2 separate regions of the Mus musculus genome follow, and region 1 is linked to region 2. A link is a contact called in public HiChIP or PLAC-seq data. All regions are on one chromosome and are shown on one strand. Each heading gives the region's core, a stretch centred on a gene start, on an enhancer-like site or on the middle of the called end of the contact. The rest is flanking DNA. Distances are from core to core; before and after follow the strand shown. Region 1 holds the start of Poc5 (POC5 centriolar protein). Region 2 has its middle 37 kb from the start of Gm29543.

Region 1 (4,081 bases), core at 543-3,042, 220 kb before region 2:
ACATAATTTAAAGTGTGAAGGGTGGTATATGTCATAGGCTACACTATGCCATTTTATATAGTTCTCTTGAACATCTGTAGATGTAGGCATCTGCAGGATCTGGGAATCAATCTGCTGAATTCTGTGGTTACAGAAGGATAGCGGTTATGTGACTACGTTGGCTACTCAGCACCCAGCTCCGAGCACTGGAATTCACAATGGCTAGGATGTGCCTTTGCCTGTATTACAAGCATAGGCTGGAGATTTAGACTGAGGAGGCATTGACCTCTTGGGGTAATACGAAAGAAATGGGGATGGATGGGATTCCCCATTGTGGTAAAAGAACTGCTATCCTGCAGACCAAACACAACTGCACACACTTTTAGAATATAAACATATGTATTTTCTAGAAGGATTTTTAGATTCAAACATGATTTCAAAGGAGTTCATAATCCTAACAGAGGACTGCTCTGAGAAGAGGAACCTAAAACTGCTAGCTTTTAAGGAACAGTGAAGTGTCAGGAGAAAGATGGGAGGCAGCCAGAACACCGGAATTGTGTGGAGAGCAGTATGAGGGTCACTGGCCAGAAGGGGGCAAGGAAGGCCCCCAGCATGCAGATCAGGAGGCTGCCTTGACACCCGTGACAGTTTCAGCTGCCCCTGGAGCAGGCCTCAATTATAGTTTGCTAAGAAAACAATTGAGATAAAGACACTGAAGAAGAAGGGAGAGATGCAGGGAAAACCACAGAATAGAAAGCCAGGGTGCAGCCAGAATTGTGCAAAGGGAATTTCTCTTTTATTCAGCATTGGTATGGTTCCAGAGGATAAGTAAACTAAGTCTGAGCTGTGACTGTCTTTCATTAAGCCATGCAGGGAAGATAAAATAGGCATGGATCTGCATCGAAGAATGAACACTTCACTAGTCTCAAATCAACCACTGTGGTAATTTGATCCGTTTTAATTTTAATTACATTTTCCCTTATGACTTGTTTGCAGACCTGGTAGGCAACCAGAGTTGGGAATTGTGGATTATTTTAGTAACAAATGAGCTGGTATGATCAGACGCCAAAATTGTTTCTTAAAAACATATTGCGGTCAGAAAGCGATCGGACTTTTGGAAAATACGTTATCTGCCATTTATCCCTGCTCTTTGCAAACAGGCAGGAGAAATAACGTGAGACGAAAACAGTAGCATTTCTTCAGTTTCTGGGTTCAGAAGAATGGTGCTTTAGAGGGTGACACGCACCATTCCACTACATTCTCGGCACTCTTTAACCTAAGCTGAAACCACAAGATACTTTGAATGCTTCTCTTTGCTACTGGTACAACTTAACTGAAAAGCGGACTCGGGGAATTCAAACGCAATCTCTAAGAGGCGGAGAACGAACCAACGTGTAGCTGGCCGCAAGGTGACTTCTCCCGTCTTAACTGCACGCAAAGAGAGGGCGAGCACCAGGCCCTTCCAAGTTTTCTTTCACCATCCTCCAATCCGGCCCCATTTAAATCTAATTCTTTCTTAATAAAAAACAACGTTCTGTTTGGCTATGTCCCCACGTCCTAAAGAACAGGACCTACTTAGTTCGCATCACTTGTGTCTTCTCTTTCTGGCACCTCCAGGGACGATGCTCCCAATCCTGCCAGGGAGGAACCGGCCTGGGCGCCGCCACCGGGATCCACCGTCTCGGCGAAACCTCGGCTCCTGACTCGCTGCGACAGACGGCGTCGCCGCCGCAACCAAAGCAAGCACAGCGGCTCCCCTAGCAGCCACTTGACAGTTTCAAACTGAGGGCCCTGATGAAAGACAGCCCTAACTATTGGTCCACAGCTTCAGCAATCTTAAACTTGATTGGTCCGTGGTAAGTGGGCGGAGCCCAAGGTATCTCCGCGGGACAAGCCGGAAGTAGGAGATTTACAGGCAAAAGCCGGCCCAGAGTTCCCAGAACAGAGCGCATGCTCGGTGCTGCTCTGTGCCTGAGGACTACTACGGGGCGGCACTGCAGACAAATTTAATTATCTTCGCAAATCTGTGAAAGCTGAGTGCTGTTTATTTTCAACAATGAGGATGACATAGGCATAAAGCCTCGAGATTTCGTTTCATGCACAGATAACAGGCCGCAAGGCCACTGGCCCGGCAGCTGCTCTCTTAAAAACACAAATGTCCGATGCCCTCTATTGATTTCTTTAGTTTTGGGTTAGGGAGTTTAACGAATAATGTAATTATGAGGATGAGGGTATAACAAACTGCCAGCCTAAGTTTTTTGTTTTTTGTTTGCTTGTTTGTTTGTTTTTGACTTGCAACTCCAGGGCATTTCCCTTGGTTTATTCTGTGTGGGGTATTCAAAAATTTAAACATAGATCCTAACTTTGGTGACATCTCAGCTAAAATAAAATACAGAAGGCTAAACAGGGAGAATCCAGTGTAATTCACTTCTAAATCCATAGCAACGTAATTTAATACTGTAAAATTGTTTACTATCACAGACCCAACAGATAATTCCCAAAGTAGCCCTTGGCAGCTACTTTAAACCAACATGACTGAGTCTAACCAGCCTAAGTTTTACTGATGACCTAACTGCTGTAAGCTGCAAACAGAAACTTTTGGTGGAATATCGCGACCTTAAAAGACAGAACACAATTACAACTTAAAACTTGGCTTTAGTAAGTACTCATTAACACCTTCGGTAATGCTACCCACATAATACGGTCTAGGGAGATAAAATGAGTTAATATATTAAAACAGACATTTCGGACCCCAGACTAGAAAAGAATAATCTGTTCGATCCCCCCCACCCCTTTTGTAACCTACATGATGTCACTTTCTTTTTTCTGTATACGGAAGTGGCACAGCTGCAGCCTCACCTACTTCTGTTTGTCAAGAGTTAGACTTTTATTATCTTTTAAAAGTTATGCTCTCTCTCTCTCTCTCTCTCTCTCTCTCTCTCTCTCTCTCTGTGTGTGTGTGTGTGTGTGTGTGTGTGTGTGTGTGTGTGGTGAGGGGAAATAGTCTCTATTTTCACCACGTGTGACCTGACTTGGGGGTTGAACGCAGGTCATAAGGCTTGGTGGTAAGTGCTTTTACCCATTGAGCCATTTCACTGGCTCTTATATTTGAATGATAACGAAGAAGATCACAAAAAATTTTTGTTGGCATTAGCTGTGTTGATTTCCTCCCCTAAGCTTATTTTAAAAGACAAATTACTACCACTAGAAATAATTTTATACTTCGTTCTAATAATTGTTGTTCAGTTGAATACTACATGGTGACCCTGTTGTGTTTTATAAAAGGAGCAGGGGTGGTGGTGGCAGAGGTGGTGGCAGGGGTGGTGGAAGGGAGCATTTCAACGGGCCCTGCCAAGGTGTCCCCCAGAACAACCAACCCATGTGACAGGCCAAGTATAAAAGGGAGTTTATTTGGGACCTGGGGGAGGGGGTAGAGGCAGAGAAAGGGGAACAGAGAGAGGAGAGAGGAAGAGGGGAAGAGGAGAAGAGGAGAGAGGCCAGCTGGGAACATGTGAGAGGGTGGGAGGGAGGGAAGGAAGGAAGGAAGGAAGGAAGGAAGGAAGGAAGGAAGGAGGGAGGGAGGGAGGGAGGAAGGAAGGAAGGAGGAAGGGAGGGAGGGAGGGAGGGGGAGGGGGAGAGAGAGAGAGAGAAAGAGAGAGAGAGAGCATTTGAAGCTAGGCTGGTACCTGGTTATTGCTAGGTAACTGTTGGGCAGAGCCTAGAGGAAATGCTAGCAGACCCCTGCCACTGTAATCCAGTTTTTTCTTCCTCATCTTTGTATGTGTGCTACTGTGTGTGGAGGCCAGAGGTCAATGTCAGGTGTCCTCTTCGGTTATACCACATCTTATTTTTTGAGACATGGTCTCTCACTGAAACGGGAGCTCATTGATTTGGCTCCTGTAGCTGGATAATGAACAACAGCTTGTGATGCAGGGATTTCAAAAGTAAAAACTGCACACGAATCGCATGGCTGGATGAGCATCGCGGGAGGCTGAACTGAATAGTTAGAGAAAGATTTGAGATTTTACGTCAAAGATAAATGATATATTTTTAGGTTTTCAGAAGAGATAAAAACAACTTGGAAGAAGGATGTGAAAGACCC
Region 2 (4,225 bases), core at 1,055-3,554:
GAGGCTGGCATTGTCTTACTAGAATCCTTCAAAATCCACAGGCCTTGCTGTGCCTTCTTACGTAAACAGCCATTCCACCACCTGCGGCAGCTCTGTTGGGTCAATCCATCTGCTCTTATATCGGCTTTTCAATTCTGCCTTTTATAACTCTTCCAGCCTCCGTTGTTATCTGCACCACTGCTGCTCTCTATGAGCCTTTGGGATGTTGGGTAATCTTGACTACAAGTCAGCCCTTCAGTGTGCATCTCTCAGGTGTCCCTTTTAATATCTGAAGTGTTCTGTCCCTGGGGACTTATGACTAGAGATGATGAGTTGAGGATGCAGGCTTTTGAACAGGCTCAAGTCTGAGTCCCAGATGGTCTACTATTGTGAACTTCAAACTCATAAGCTTTAGTTTCCCCCTCTATAAGATCAAGACCAGACTCACCTTACCAATTTGCAGTAAAAATGAAATGAACTGTATATACGATATTTAGCTCAGCACCCAGCATGTGGTCAATGTTTCATAAACGTCCAAATCCTTGCTTCAAGGACATGTGAAGGGCATGTCAAAAACTTACAGAACATCCTCCCAAGTCTGGGAGCTCAGTGTAGCATGTAGGATCCTTTGGTGGCTCTCTTCTGCCCTGTCTCCTGTCTGTTCATACATGCCCCTGCCAAGAGATCCCTATGCATGTCACATGTGGCTCATGCTTTCTGGCCTATTCCTGTTATTCCAGCTGCAGAGTGTTTTTGGCTTCTGCATGGCCTAAGTGCTGGTCCTCCTCTCTCCTGGTCTCAGTTATGTCAAAGGCAGCCTCAGGGCTCACTTCTCCCAGAGAACCTATCCTGTCTCTCCTTTGCACTCTCTGCTCTACTTAGAGTAGACTATCTTTCCTACAAAGCTGCAAATGTAGTGTCTATCCTACCCTCTCTGCCTGAACTACCCATAAGGACCTGCTTTACCTAATAGAATATGGCTAGATGTGGTTTCTAGCTAATCCCAGGACTTTAGGAGAATTGGCAGCTTCTGTGTGTTATCTTAGAATGCTCATGCTGGTTAACATAACTTGCTTATTGGAAACCTGAGTACCTAAGGCTAAGGTGCAAGCTATCCTACTCATGAAGAAAGCTCATTTAGAAAGAAGGATGCGTTCCATTCAGTCATGATGTCCACCTCTGGTATCCAGCCTCCAAGATGGTCTCCAATGGGCTCCAGTGCCTGGTGCTTACAACGATTACTCAGTCTTCTTCTCTATAGTGCCAGGATTGGTCTGCTTGGTGAGTGGCGGACAACACAAGGATGAGGGGTACTAGATAGGGGGATACAGGACAAGTGGATACAGGATAAGGGGTTATGGGGTAAAGGGATACAGGATGTGGAACACAGGATAAGGTGGTACAGGATAAGGCAGATACAGGATAAGGAAGATATAAGATAGGGGGAACAATGTCTTTGATATATCTTCTATGTCTGATACTTCGCAAGCATTCTTAATAAAACAATCTTAACTAGTAATTGGGAAAATGGAATATTCAAAGAAAATAAAAATTATTTTAAAAGTTTTATAACCCCAAGGCCACCATACCACTGTATTATGCTATCACCCTTTAAAAGAGCTAAGATGAAGGTCCAGGTGAGTTCAACAGAAACCAGTGAGAAAGCGCATTTGGAAAGGTTGTGTGGAGGGCTTTGCAGAGGAGGTGTGAGTTGATTAGTCTTTTTATGTTTTGTGAAACAAAAATTTAAATTTTCCCTTTCCTCCTTCCAACCCCTCCAATAAACTACCCTTGCTTCAGCAGACTCTCAAATTTATGGCCTCATTTTCTCACATTGTTTATACATCTGTGTGCATATGTATGTTGTATGTATGTATACCTATATATATAAATACAACCTGCTCTGTCTATATAATGTTGCTAGTATGTGTGTAGGTCTGAATCTTTAAAGACAGAGCAAGGCTGATCACAGGGTGCCTGACTAGATGAGTAGAATCTGTTTCAAAACCTTGGCAGAGCAGTTCCGATCCATGTGATTGTCTGAAGGACGCACTATTGCAAACAAAGGCTCTGAAAGGCTTTCCTTACTGAACCGAGAGAGCTTTTTCTAACAGCCTGCTGAACTCCACAGTGCTACAGTGTTCACATAAAATGAGAAAGAAACAAAACAGTGCTCGCAGACGAACCGGTGCTGCCAAGTTGGTATTTTTAAAATGAAAAGACGTGGGCTCTGATCCCAGAAGGCCTCTCTGAAGGTGTGTTTAGGGACGGAGACAGACCCCAGTCTTTCACAGTGGTGTGAAATCCTAGCAGAAATCTGCCATGTCTCTTTAGGGATGTCTGCTGCAGGACTGCCTCAAGCATTCTTTCTAGTCACGACTCTGCCAGTGGCTCCACCCATTACGGAAATTGGGGCTTTTTTCCATCCCTGTCTTTATTACTTTAATGCTCTGGCTCCTTTCCAACCCTCATCTAAACAGCACTTCTATGCATCTGCTGAGAACAGGAATTGTGATTTTCCCCGTTGTTATCATTTGACAGTCTCACATTTAATAGAATTTCCCCCAGTGCTTCTAATAATCTGGGTATCCTGTGATCGAAACGTGATGTGTGTATACAGTAAGTAAAACTCTAGGTGCCCTGACTTGTGGATTTTGACAAGAAGAATCTATTCAAATAAGCAGCACCCAAACGAAGAACAAAACCATTCCAGCACTCAGGACTGCCTCATCCGTCTTCTGGCCCCAAGAGGAACCGTGATAACAGGCTACCATCTTGCCTGATTTGAACATATCTGTAATTGGGATCACAGTGCATTTTCCTGTCTGACTTCTCTCTCCCAACATGCTTGGGAGGTTGATCAGGGTGGTGGCCAATGCTGCAGTCTGGGCCTTCCTGAATGTCCAGTGTAACTATAGTTGTGGCTGGACCTCAAGTGTCTGTGCCCTCTGGTAATGGCATTTGGGTTATTCCCAAATGAGGCTAAAGCATATAAGCTGATTGCTTTAAATCCATAAAACTCATATGTTATTGATGAGAAAAAGGGATTATGCTATTAAAAGATATTCCATCACCACCAGCAGAAGTAACATAAGAAATTTGTGGAAGATAGTAATTATACCTCATAGTAATTATGTGACCTGATGCATATGTTAATTAACTAGAGTTAGTCATTCCACAGTGTGTATATAATTCACTATATCGTGTTGTGCTATGTATCATGATTATACACAGTGTAAGCTATCAGGTTGTGTGTGTATGTGTGTGTGCATGTGCGGGTGCGTGTGTGTGTGTGTGTGTGTGTGTGTGTGTGTGTGTGTCCGCGCGTGAGAGAGAGAGAGGGGGGTAGGGAGAAGGAGAGAGGGAGAGGGAGAGGGAGAGGGAGAGGGAGAGGGAGAGGGAGAGGGAGAGGGAGAGGGAGAGGGAGAGGGGTCTGAAGTCCCAAAGACCCAGGAATTAAAATCACCTTCATCAAGTGCAGAGATGGTGGATCTCCTAACTAATGGCAGTGTCCTCCCTAGTTTGTTTATTACTTACTTAGCATTCCTCAACCTCTCTCATTTTTTTCTATGAAAGTTTTAACTCTTTAGTGTACCTTTCCCACCTCTTGATGCCAGAACTTTAAAAACTTTAATCTTAAAACCTGTTTATGAGCCTGTGAAGCTCAGCAGATAAAGGTGTTGCTGAGCAAAACTAGCAAGTAGGATTTGTCCCCTGTACTATATGTGTACACTGTGGCACACACATGCACACACACACACGCACACACACACATACACACGCATATGCACACACACACATACACACGCATATGCACACGCATATTCACACGCACATGCACACATACACATACACACACATACACACACACACACACACACACACACACACAAGAGTAATCATATATGAAATAAAAGGTTGATAAACTTCTACTTTAATTTACTGCACTTCTTTTACCTTGATGTGCTGGAATCAAAGTTCCCAAAGGAAATTATCTACAAATCAGAATTATATCACTGAAGCCAGAAGCTAGAGAGAGGGCTCAGTGGTTAAGAACACTTGCTGTTCTTGCAGAGGGCCTGGCTTCAGTTCCTAGTCCCCCACATGGTGACTCACAATTGAACATACTTCCAGTTCCAAAGGAAGTATGGCCACTTCCCTCTTCTGACATCCACAGGTACTGTGCATACAATGATGAACATACATACATTCAGGCACAAAAAAAATCATAAAAGTTTAACTGAAG

The links. HiChIP or PLAC-seq counts read pairs in DNA pulled down with a chosen protein or histone mark.
Region 1: a contact with region 2 is called in an H3K27ac HiChIP or PLAC-seq map of neural progenitor cells, with 5 times the contacts expected there. The contact joins the promoter of Poc5 here to the enhancer-like site in region 2. A contact is called at or near these places in 1 of 39 promoter capture datasets (maxillary cranial neural crest), 1 of 484 Hi-C or Micro-C datasets (olfactory sensory neurons) and 4 of 115 datasets of contacts at active chromatin or transcription factors (astrocytes, embryonic stem cells, forebrain and 1 more).

The regions. Positions count from the first base shown.
Region 1 is chr13:96,386,005-96,390,085 of GRCm38.p6, reverse strand. Poc5 (POC5 centriolar protein) reads right to left here and starts at 1,792. Exons shown (of 13, transcript NM_026173.3): 1 at 1,555-1,792.
Region 2 is chr13:96,167,325-96,171,549 of GRCm38.p6, reverse strand. No RefSeq gene overlaps it. Among named protein-coding and RNA genes, the nearest start is that of Gm29543, 37 kb to the right of the region's middle. Within about 2 kb of position 2,304, at least 33 of the 459 cell types and tissues checked have an H3K27ac peak or open chromatin away from gene starts, as enhancers often do. A contact at or near this core is called in astrocytes, forebrain and neural progenitor cells, where this site is marked.